2 separate regions of the Sminthopsis crassicaudata genome follow, and region 1 is linked to region 2. A link is a contact called in public Hi-C data. All regions are on one chromosome and are shown on one strand. The core of a region is the stretch at or near the end of the contact, and the rest is flanking DNA. Distances in the headings are between cores, read along the strand shown. Region 1 holds the start of IRX5 (iroquois homeobox 5). Region 2 holds the start of IRX3 (iroquois homeobox 3).

Region 1 (5,549 bases), core at 723-3,222, 770 kb after region 2:
TTGCCTCCAAAGAGCTAAGAAAAAATTTAAGTAATTTTTTGGGTATAATGAAATCTTTCCATAGTAAAAATGTCTAAAAATATACAGTCCTTTCTATAACATTATATAGACCACATTTTTTTTAGGATCTTAATTAAGATAACCATAAACACCTGTGTCAACATTCTTTGGCAAGACAGCATTATCAATCATAATCCTTTAAGTACACTCCAAACCAGCAAAGTGATATGACAGAACCAATCTGTTTCCTTTCCTTGTGCTAGTTTTGTGTCACACGAGCATGATTAGTTCTTTAAAATATAGCAGACCTAATTTTATTAGTTTTTAAAATCCAATACTTGAAAAACTATTATACTAGACAAATAAAAAGAAGTCTGCAATGGCAATTGTATTCTGTGTGAGTACTGCATCAAACCCAAAAAGAAATACTAAGAAATAGTTACATACCTATTATATATTCTTTGAAAAAAATTTGTACTTTTGTTGCACATGAAAAATGAATATAAAATGAAACAATTACTTGTTATGGTTGCTATAAATGAGTTATTTTATGAAATAAAACTTATAAATCAGAACATGGACTCTACATGGATTAACCCTACTTTAATCTTTTTAATCTCATTCTTTCAAAAATATACATTTAAAAGACTTACATCGTCATTTTAAAAATATCTTAACATAAATGCATCTTCCAATTAAGTTGAAATATAAAAAAAAGTTCAAATAACAATCAATTATGAAAAATATATTCAGGTGTCACAAAGTATGACCATGCCTCCACTTTTAGAAACAGAATATTTTCACTGATAAAAAAGGTCCAGAGCACGTGTACTTGTTGACAACTATGTAGTTTAACAAAATATAAAGCTTAAATTTTAGCTGAACAGAAATCAGATCTACAGCAGTCAACAAAACAAAACAAAAACAAACAAAACAACAACAACAAAAAAACAACAGTGCTCATGAAGAAGTTATTTTAAAGACTTCCTTTTAAAATGGTTAAGTCCTCAGGATCTTCCTATCTGAATTCAGCCAAATTGCTGAAGATTAGTCCTTCCTTTCACATTTTAATACAATTCTATTCCAGGAAACTGCTGTGGCGGCCAGTCGTGCAACAGAGATATCAACGTGCAAATAAGGCAGAAAATAGAGACATCCTAGAGAAACGAGTTTTAAATCTGACATAAAACGAAAGTGACAACCACAGCAGTAGAACCATAAACTCGAAATGTTACAGCGTCTTGCAGGATTCTCTACAACCTTTTTCTTAAGATAGAGAATAAAAGTGGTGAAATTATGGAATGAGGACGTCTCCCTGACAGACCTTATATTTGTGGAGGCACAAACCTCTTTGGCTACATTTCATTAACCACCCTCTGGATTAGGGGGATACGTGAAACATTGCGGCGATTGGGGAGAGAACACGCACAGACAGCCACACGCGTGCGCAAGGATGGAAACCTCGGCCCGCACTCGGCCACTCGGACGGACACGCACACGAGCAAGCATGAGCCGATTCGCACAGGGGACCGTCAGGGAGTAACATCCACCTCCTCTCCCGCGGTGTCCTCAGACCCTACTCCAAGTCTTGGGGCAATCCCCGCCGAGACCTTGACCCCAAATAAGACGTGGCAGCGCACCCGCAAAATTTAGCGCGAGACTGACAGCCAGTCAGCCTGGCTGGGGCAGCTGCGGACACATTCTTGACACAGACCCTCATAAGTTACTCGGCCCGGAGTCCGGGTCAACATCCTCGGGCCCACGCCAACCCCTCAGCCGCCTCCGCCCCCCAAGGCGGCTCACCTGGATCGCCGTGGCGGAAGCGCGCGGGCCTCGAGAGTCCCGGCCTCCTCACGAGCTCTCGGGCAGCGCGCGCTCCAGCGGACTGGTTCCCTGGGCCCTTGGCCGTTAACAGACCGTTAGGACGGGCAGCCGGAGGGGCTGCAGCGAAGCCGAGCGGCGCGGCGCAGGCGGAGCCGAGGGCTGGCGCTAAGGGGCGGGAGGAGGGAGGGAAGAAGGGAAGGAGGGAGGGAGACGGAGGCGCTCTCGGGACAGCTCGGCCCGGCCAGGGGGGGGCGCTCCCCGTCGCTGCACGCAGAGCCCCAGGGCCGTCACTTCCTCATAAGCCGCCCAGCACTCTCCTTCTCTGCTTGGCCAGGCGGCTTATCTTTTACGCTCCGGGCCATCTCCACCTAGCTCCAGCTCTGCGCTCCCAGCCCCGCCACAGCTCCGGGTCCAGTCAGCTCGGCCCCACAACCAACGTCTCCAGCTTCTCGTCTCCATGACAATAGCGCCCACGGCGCCCCGCCCAACCCCACCCCCGACCGCGGCGCAGTGACTCTGGAAGGAGGAGAAGGTCGACGTTAAGGGCGGAGCCAGTTGAAGGCGGCGACCAATCAGAGGTAAAAGCCACTCTGGGAGGCGGGGCGGACAGAGAGGCTCTCGGAGAATGTAGTCTGGGACAGCTTAGATCTATAGGGGAGAACCAAGAAGGGAGGGGCGGGGCAGGGAAGAGGAGGAGTCTCGGCGCATCTAGACGAGCTTGGGAGTTTGAGTGGGGACAGTCTGTGTGTGGGGATGTTAGCATGTTTGTGTAGGCAAAAGGCCAGAAAGGAAAAGTGTGACGTGTGCACATCAAAGGAACTTGAGTGTGAGTTTGTATGTACGAGTTTGTGTAGCATGTATATTGAGTAGTATTTGGTAGTATGAATTCGCTAAATATTTCTCGATCTCGGTGAGCCCAGGAACTCTTCTACAACTGGCCGTGTTGGGATGTCTGAGGTGCTGTAAAGTTGTGACTATGACAAGGAATTGGTGACAGGGAGACTCCGTGGAGGATAGGGAGAGAGCTGAAATTCAAGTGTGAACGTGGACGTGTGGCAGTGCTTGAGACCCTGCACATTTTTGTGTACACAGATTTGTAGTCTGAATGTCTGCGTCCAGGGATTCGGTGTGCAACGTATGATACGTGTTTCTGTCTGAGGCTTTTACATGTGTCTTGAGGATGAGACCGGTGACTGCGTGTCTGTATGAAACTTATGATTGTGTGTTGTTTGCTTCTGCCTTTGTGTATTTGAGTGTGTGGTTTCTGCATTTGTATATGCAAGAAACTTCAAGCTGCGTTTGTGTCTCTCAGGGGCTTCATAAATATTTTCCGGTTACGTGTGTGCTCAATTGCAAGACACACACACACACACACACACACACACACACACACACACACACACATTCAGTCAGGAATGAGTGTGTAATTAGAGAGACTAGAAAGGAATTGAGAGAAAGAAAAAGGAACCCTAGGTCTGATTGGGCGTGTTGGTGCCGGAACAGGAAAGGAGGGTGGGAGGCATGATTGATCCTGGGTGCAGAGAGAACTTAACAGTAGTCACTTACTCTGCTTCTCCGTGAAGAGAAGGGGAAATTCTTGCCCATACCCACTGCCCTTCTCTTCGTCTATCTCTTCCCTTTTTATTAAAAGGGGGTGAGAGAGAGAGAGAGAGAGAGAGAGAGAGAGAGAGAGAGAGAGAGAGAGAGAGAGAGAGAGAGGAGAGAAGGGGGGAGACAGAGACAGAGACAGAGAAGAAAAAGAGAGAGAGAAAAAAAAGAGAAAGAGAGGAGAAAAAGAGACAGAGAGAGACAAAGAAGAGAGACAGACAGAGAGGGAGAGAGACAGAGAGACAGAGAGGGAGAGACAGAGACAGAGAAGAAAAGAGAGAGAAAAAAAAAGAGAAAGAGAGGAGAAAAAGAGACAGAGACAAAGAGAGACAGAGAAGAGAGAAGAGAGAAGAGAGAGAGAGAGAGAGAGAGAGAGAGAGAGAGAGAGAGAGAGAGAGAGAGAGAGAGAGAGAGAAGAGAGAGAGAGGAGAGAGAGAGGAGGAGAGAGAGAGAGAGAGAGAGAGAGAGAGAGAGAGAGAGAGAGAGAGAGAGAGAGAGAGAGGAGAGAGAGAGGAGAGAGAGAGAGAGAGAGAGAGAGAGAGAGAGAGAGAGAGAGAGAGAGAGAGAGAGAGAGAGAGAGAGAGAGAGAGAGAGAGAGAGAGATTTTTTCAGTTTGAGATTGGATACCAGCCCCGCCCCACCTCGGATATTCCCAGCAGAGTAGAGAAAAAAAGCCCGGGAGACGAGTAAAAGCAAAGAGCCCCTTACTTGCCCACCTGCTGCTGGCAGTGTCCTCCTCCGGATCCGACCAGGTTCACTTCCACACTTGCTTAACATTGTTGTTGTTGTCTCTCCCCCGCAAACTACAGTCTCATCGTTTCCGTTTATCAGACTTAATCCGGGTTTCCTAAAGTAGTAGGGAAAGAAGCCTGGATAAGTAAGGCAGGGGTCTCCATGCTGTCAATGGCACACCTAGATTCTTATCTCCGTTGTTTATCCGCTCAATTATTTACTGTGGAAAGAAAACAGAGGAAATAAATGAGCGAATATTCAATCTCCTTTCTTTTATTTTTTCATAAACGGATTGGCTTGTATTCCAGGGCAATCCTGGCTGCGATAAATCCTCAGCAATGTGACGGCTCCAACAGTAGTTAGCTAATGAAGAAAGTTGGAGCTGATCGCCGCGGCTGGGATGTGATTGTCATCCAGGGGCCGGCGCGCTAGAGTCTGCAACTGAGAGGGAGCAAGGGGGGAAAGGGGGGAGGGGAGCGGGAAGGGGGGGAGGAAAAAGAGGGAGGGAAGAAGGGAGGGAGAGACAGAAGGAGGGAGGGGCAAGGGAACCAGCCAGCTAGCCTGAGAGGGAGAAGGAAAGGAAGAGAGGGAGAGGGAGAGGCGCTCCTGCCGGCCGGGTTGGCTGCGGCCGCCCAGCAGGATCCTGCCATTCCTTCCATTGACAACACCCCGGGAAGGAGGAGCTTCGGGGCGCGTAGAAGGCGTCAGAATCCTCAATTTCCAACTTAGCATCTTGGCAGGACCTTTGCGAAGCAAAAAGCAGAGCCCCCCCAGTCCAAAGGAAAAAAAAGAAAGAAAGAAAAAGAAAAAACCCTGAGAGCGAGGAGCCGCAGCAGGAGCAGAGGCAGCGCCAGCGTTAGCCCTACAGGCGCGGGGAGAGAACGAGGAGCCGCTGTAGCCGCGGAGAGCCCGGAGGCCAGGTGCTTAGCCGCCCGCCTTGCTAGTGCCGGGCGCCCAGCCGCCCCGGCACCTCTGCTCCTAGGGGGCTGACCGGGTTCCATTCCGCGGCTGCACCGGGCACTGTATGCCTCTGTTTGGCCATGTCCTACCCTCAGGGCTACTTGTACCAGCCGTCTGCCTCCCTGGCACTCTATTCCTGCCCGGCTTACAGCACCAGCGTCATCTCGGGACCTCGCACCGATGAACTTGGCCGCTCTTCCTCGGGCTCCGCTTTTTCTCCTTATGCTGGATCTACCGCCTTTACCGCTCCTTCCCCGGGTTACAACTCTCACCTCCAGTACGGCACGGACCCAGCTGCCGCAGCAGCCGCCGCCTTCACTTCGTACGTGGTAAGACCGACGGGGGGAACAGCCCCAGCTGCCTGGCAAGCGGCTTGGACTGAAAGCTGTGCCTTTCGGTGTCTGTGGGTGGCTGGGCTGGGCTTG
Region 2 (5,493 bases), core at 50-2,549:
GGAGGCGGTCTCTCCTCGAAGCCCTCAGAGCCGTCCTCCGAGTCACTATTCTTATGGTCCGAAATGGTCCCCAGGCTAAGGTCCGCATCTCTCCGGGCTGCGGTGACCAGCGACAACTCGGATCCTGAGACTGCCCCATCTAAATTCTCCAGATCTATCTCCTCGTCCTCGTCCTCCTCGCCCAGGCCCTCGCCCCCCGCGTCCTCCTCCTCCCCACCTAAGTCTTCCTCTTCCAGTTCCAAGTCTCGTTTGCTGTCTTCTTCATCCTCTTCCTCGTCATCTTCTCTTTCACTGCCATATGCGTTGCCCTCCTCGTCCGTGCGACTTCGAGGTGCCCAGGTCATCTTGTTTTCTTTCTTGAGGCGTCTCCGAGCATTGGCGAACCATGTGGAGACCTGGGTGAGAGTCATCTTGGTAATGATGGCCAACATGATCTTCTCGCCTTTAGTGGGGTACGGGTTCTTGCGGTGTTCATTGAGCCAGGCCTTCAGCGTACTGGTGCTCTCTCGAGTCGCGTTTTTGGGACGGGACGGATCGCCAAACTGGTACTGGCCGTAGGGGTAGAAAGCAGCATGGGGGTGCGGGAAGGCGGCGGCGGCTGCAGGATGCTGCACTCCTGGGCTCTCCTTTAACTCATATTGCGCACCCTGTGCAAACACGAGGGAGGGGACACGCGCGGAGGGTGCAGAGGTAAGACAGAGCACCTTCTACGCTCCTGGTCTATATACTCTTTCTCATTCCCATGTGCCCTGGTATACCCGTACACTTCTGGATCAGCCTCCGCACCCATAGTACCCAGTAATCTACTAAATCCACCTTCCCCCCCCCCATTCCCGACCCCAACCTCTGGGTCCCGTCGGCTCCCCTGGCTGCGCTTACCAGCTGCGGGAAGATGGGCAGTTCAGCAGTGTAGGGCAAAAAAGCACCGTAGCCTTGAGCTGCAGCGGCGGCTGCAGCGGCCGCTGCGTAGGGAGCCCCGACTCCGTACATAGAGGAGAGCACATTGGACAGAGTCCCGGAGGCTGCCAATTCTGTGGCCCCGCCGCCCGGGCCACTTCGGGCCCCTCCACTGGCTCCTCCGCCTGCCCCGCCAGAGCCTCCACCGCCACCAGCGCCGCCGCCGCTGCCTCCTCCGGCCCCAGGACGCTCTGGCGGGTAGAGCGGACGGATGTATTGGTATCCGAGCTGAGGGAAGGACATGGTGCAGCCGGGGCCCGGGGCGGGGGGGGGGGGGGGAGAGGGGGGCAAAAGAGGGGGGAGGGCAGACGGAGCGGGCGCCCGGCCCCGGGGGCCGCCCTGCTCAGCGCCGCCCGCGGGCTCCCGCAGGCATCGGGGGCTGGGGGCTCCGGGCGCGGGAACAGACTCCCGCACTGCGCTGCCCTGCGCTGCGCTCCGCTCCGCGCTCCCCTATTGATCTGCTCCGCGGAGGCGACGGCGGCGGCAGCAGCGGCTCAGAGCCAGGTCAGGTCCTAACAGATTGGCGGAGATTACCGGGGCTCCTGGCGCTGATTGACATTTCTACTTTGCCCAAGCCCCTCCTCTCCAGCTCTCCTTTCCCCCCTCAGTTCTCTACTTTGTCTCCTCTCCTCTCTCAATATCTCCTCTTTCTCGTTTCCCAGGCTTTTCTCTCCCCTCTCTTCTTCCCCCTCCTTTTCGTTACTTCCTTTGCACTCTTTTTTTCCTCTTTCTGTGTTTCTCCTCTAATTTCTCTCTCTCTTTCTCTCTCCTTCCCCCTCCCACTTTGCTACTGCTCTTTGGCTGATAGTCCCCAGCTCTGCTCGGGATTTGTGGTCACTAAGGGTGTTGTGTGTATGCGTGTGTGTGTGTGTGTGTGTGTGTGTGTGTGTCCCTCACTCTTCCCCCTCCCTCTCTCTTCCCCAAATCTCTAGCCTGACGTCTCGCTCGCTTATTCGACTTGTTCTCCTGTCTCCTTTCAGAGATCGCCAATCCCGGGTGCGCGTTACAGTAGGGTGAGCCCTGCCCTGCGCGGATGTACCGCGGGGGGCAAGAGTCTTCCTCCCGCCCCTTCTCTGAAGAGCGGAGAGATGTGATTGGGAGGGGGTGGGGACGAAGACAAGGAAACGTTTATGCTGGGGAGTTTAATAAATAAGTATGCAATGAGCTCTCCTTCCTTCTCGCATTTTCACCTACCCTGGGTTTGGAACGAGGGTTACTGTATAAATGGGGAAATATCCAAGTTTGGTGGATTTTTAGTAGAGTGGGTGTTTGGGCGCTGTGAAGATGAGAATGGTGTCATGGAGAGTTATTTCTCCGGGTCCGTTTTCAGCCAGAGCTTCCTCTCAGCACCTTCACCTCCACCCCCACTCCAGTGCAGTATTTCGGGCCAGGAATGAATTCGAAAGGGGATAAGAGGGAGGGTAGTAATTTCGTCCTAATCTGGGCTTCAAAGAGCCGCAATTCGCCTAGTCACTTCAAAAGGAGAGGCCGAGCCAAATTAAACTGCTGATTTGGGGCGGGAGCACTAGTCCGCCTCCACCTCCCCCGCCGGGGCGGGGCAAACCCGCTGGAGAGCTGCCCCTAAATTACCCTCATTAACGCCATTGTAACCGAGTGCGAATCTCTAATTAGAAAATTAACGCTGGTTCTCCCCCTCTCCCCCCCCCACTCCTTTACCCCCCAGGACCACGGGGCCTAGGCTCGCCCGAGTTGAAGGAGATTGACTCTTGGTTGGAAAAAAGGCCTTCAGGCTGTGGTCTCCTGGGAAGCCCTTCTAAATACCTGGCGGGAGAGACTGGGGCAAAGGTGTGGGGTGTGAAGGCAGGACCCTTTTGTGGGCCGACGAAGAGTTTTGGAATAACATCTGTGAAAGTTCTAAAGTTAGTATTTTCCTTTTGGTCTATTCTCTCTCTTTCGATTCCAGCGCTCCCGCGGCTCCCTCTCAACATTTTTCTCTCCTGTTTCCCCGCGACCCGTACCAACCCATCTCGGACTACTCCTATTCAGAGAAGCCGAGATTTCGATTCTAATTCTTGGAATTGTATTCTTCAGATATGAAATCTGAAATTTCTGTGCCCCCTTTTCCTGATTCTTGATTCTCGCAGATTAAAGCACAACCAAACCCCGGGATTAAAATTCCCGAATCGGGCCCGGGAAATCCGAAGGTACGTCGCTAATCTCATTAAACTCCTCTCTATAGCGCCGCTAGCAATTCTGGGACTTGATACTTTTTTATTCAGGGTAGGCCGAGAGAGCATCTAATCTTTCTTTATTCTAACACCTTCACTCGCGATCCCCTTCGGTAAATGAGGAGGCGGAAACTGGCCGCCACTTTCCAGATTGGGTTATTGATTTCTAATTCCACCAGAGCTCCGGTTCTTTCGTAGTGTCCATCTCTCTGACCGATCATGGTTCCCAGTTGCTCGTGGCCCCAGCCCCTAGAGATAAAGACGGTAGCTCCAAGATAAGGAGTTTCTCAGAGGGCAGAGAGTGATACCCAATACAGAGAGACTGTGGCATTTTCTGTCTGTCCTTCTGACCGTCTGTCTCTGACTCTCAACCCGTAGCTGTCCTGGGCCCTGTATATTTTTTAGTCTTTGAATGTTAAGAAAACTTCTGGGGAATCATCAGAACAAAAGCAGTAACCAGGATGAAAGAAGAGGGTTAGGCGGGGGCGGAGGAGGTTTTAGGACCTGGAGCTCTGTGCTTTGGTCCACGGATATTTCCTGCCCTAAAAGCCACCTCGAATATAGAGTTGTCTCCTCAATTGATGATCCACCCCACTCTTGCTATAGCACCCCGACGCCCGATTTCGTTTCCGGCTCAACTTTCTACTGTGGGACAGGAAGCCCGGCCTGGAAGAAGAGGAACCACTGGACGAAGAAGTCCTAGCATTTTGAGACCTGGCTCCAATATCTCCTTCTCAAGACCAAATACAGTGATTTGGGCCAAACCCTCTCCCTCCCTCTCCCCCATTTAATTCTGCCACCTCAGAACAGGAGCCTCAATTGTGCTAAATTGTCTTATTTTAACAAAATGTGAGCCGCGGTCCTTTGGTCACTTCAGGTGAGATTCAGGATCTAAGGGGTTGAACCGTGCACTAAGAGCTTGAATTACGCCTCTTGACATTCAATTCCATATTGTGAGGAGGAGAAAAAAGAACACAACTCTGATAGATTCTCCTGCATCGATCCTTCATTGATCTGGCCGCGCAGCAAATGAGAGACAGGCAAGTGGGAGAGGGTTGGGGGCAGGGCGGGTGGAAAGACTAGATACTGAAACATCCACTCCTCCTCCCAATACATTTGATCCCAACCCGCTACTCGACGCCTGCTCCGAGCTCTGAAAATTAAGGAAGTGCTGTACTATCTATTTTCTCACCTCCCTCCTCACCACTTTCCTCACTCTCCCCCACCCCGCCCCTAGCCCAGACTGATCAAATTCCAATCCACACAGCTGTGGGAGTAGGCTTCTTCAAAACCGGAATGGGGAGCTAATAGGAGACCCAGGAAACAACTTCTCCCTAAGGCCTGACAAGATCCCCCGCTTTTCCCTTTTCCTTCTGAGGACAGTTACTGGCACACATTCTGGAGGTAGAGTTATTTATTATGTGTCAGCTCCTGGACAGACTAGATGTTCAGTTGATGGTGGAATGGAAGAAGACATTCCCCGACGTGCAGTTGCATACCTATAGTGGGACCTATGGCCGATCCAAAGTGGATGGTATACACTCAAAAGTTCGTTCTTATGGCTAGATTAATTTTGCACAGAGATTAGCTCCAAGAGTAATCTCTGTATTTTGAGCAGAAAAAAAAAGAACATATATTGGGGGTGGGGGAGTTAGACGATGAAAAAATGTCATATCTAAGTATACAAACACGTATATTAGGTAAATATGTGAAAAAGAACATGTAAATGATATATATTAACATATTAAAAGACAGAAGAGGGAAAAAAAAATCTGACCCTACAGGCATACTACCCTTGGCCAGTGGGGTTTGCTCAGTCACTTTTCCTTTCCATCTTCCGCTGACTGTCGGTTTAGAGGCCCAGAAACTAAGCTGGCTTCAGCCTTACCGGCCCAGAGAATTCCTAAGGCCCAGGGTCCCTCATCTCTTACCCCCACCGCCGCCATTCCCAGCCACTCCGCCTTTTCAGGAACCCAAAGTGCCTGTTCCTGCAGCTGATTTCTACTCTCTACTTAAACGAGCCCTTCTCACAGTGCCCTCGTGTCTCCGGAGAGCAAAGCCCCTAAGCAGGCGGTGACTCGGGATCAGCAGCGGGATGGAATAGGCGGGCCTACTGTGGCCGCCTACTCTCCCAGCTGTCCAGCGGGCCCCGCGCGGCCTGGCTGGAGCTCCCGGTGCTCCTCAAAGCCGACAGGAGCGCTACATTGCTTCCCCCATGGTCGGGTTACAGGTTAATGAAATGCTCATTCTGCTCAGTCATTTGTTTTGTTTTCCTGCAAAGTTCTGATAAGTAGCTAACCAACGAAGCTTGTAATTACAATCTTACAGAAACCGGGCCGATCTGTAT

The links. Hi-C and Micro-C count contacts between places; a contact is called where the count stands out from the background.
Region 1: a Hi-C map of hippocampus shows a contact between it and region 2, with 6 times the contacts expected there. The contact joins the promoter of IRX5 here to the promoter of IRX3 in region 2. A contact is called at or near these places in 2 of 2 Hi-C or Micro-C datasets (fibroblasts and hippocampus).

Annotation. Positions count from the first base shown.
Region 1 is chr2:490,483,595-490,489,143 of ASM4859323v1, forward strand. It overlaps IRX5 (iroquois homeobox 5), which reads left to right and starts at 1,973. Exons shown (of 5, transcript XM_074293435.1): 1 at 1,973-2,402; 2 at 4,905-5,084; 3 at 5,220-5,453. It overlaps LOC141557573 (a long non-coding RNA gene), which reads right to left and starts at 4,637. Exons shown (of 3, transcript XR_012486837.1): 1 at 4,149-4,637.
Region 2 is chr2:489,716,309-489,721,801 of ASM4859323v1, forward strand. IRX3 (iroquois homeobox 3) reads right to left here and starts at 1,300. Exons shown (of 4, transcript XM_074293429.1): 1 at 880-1,300; 2 at 1-647. The coding sequence starts at 1,200.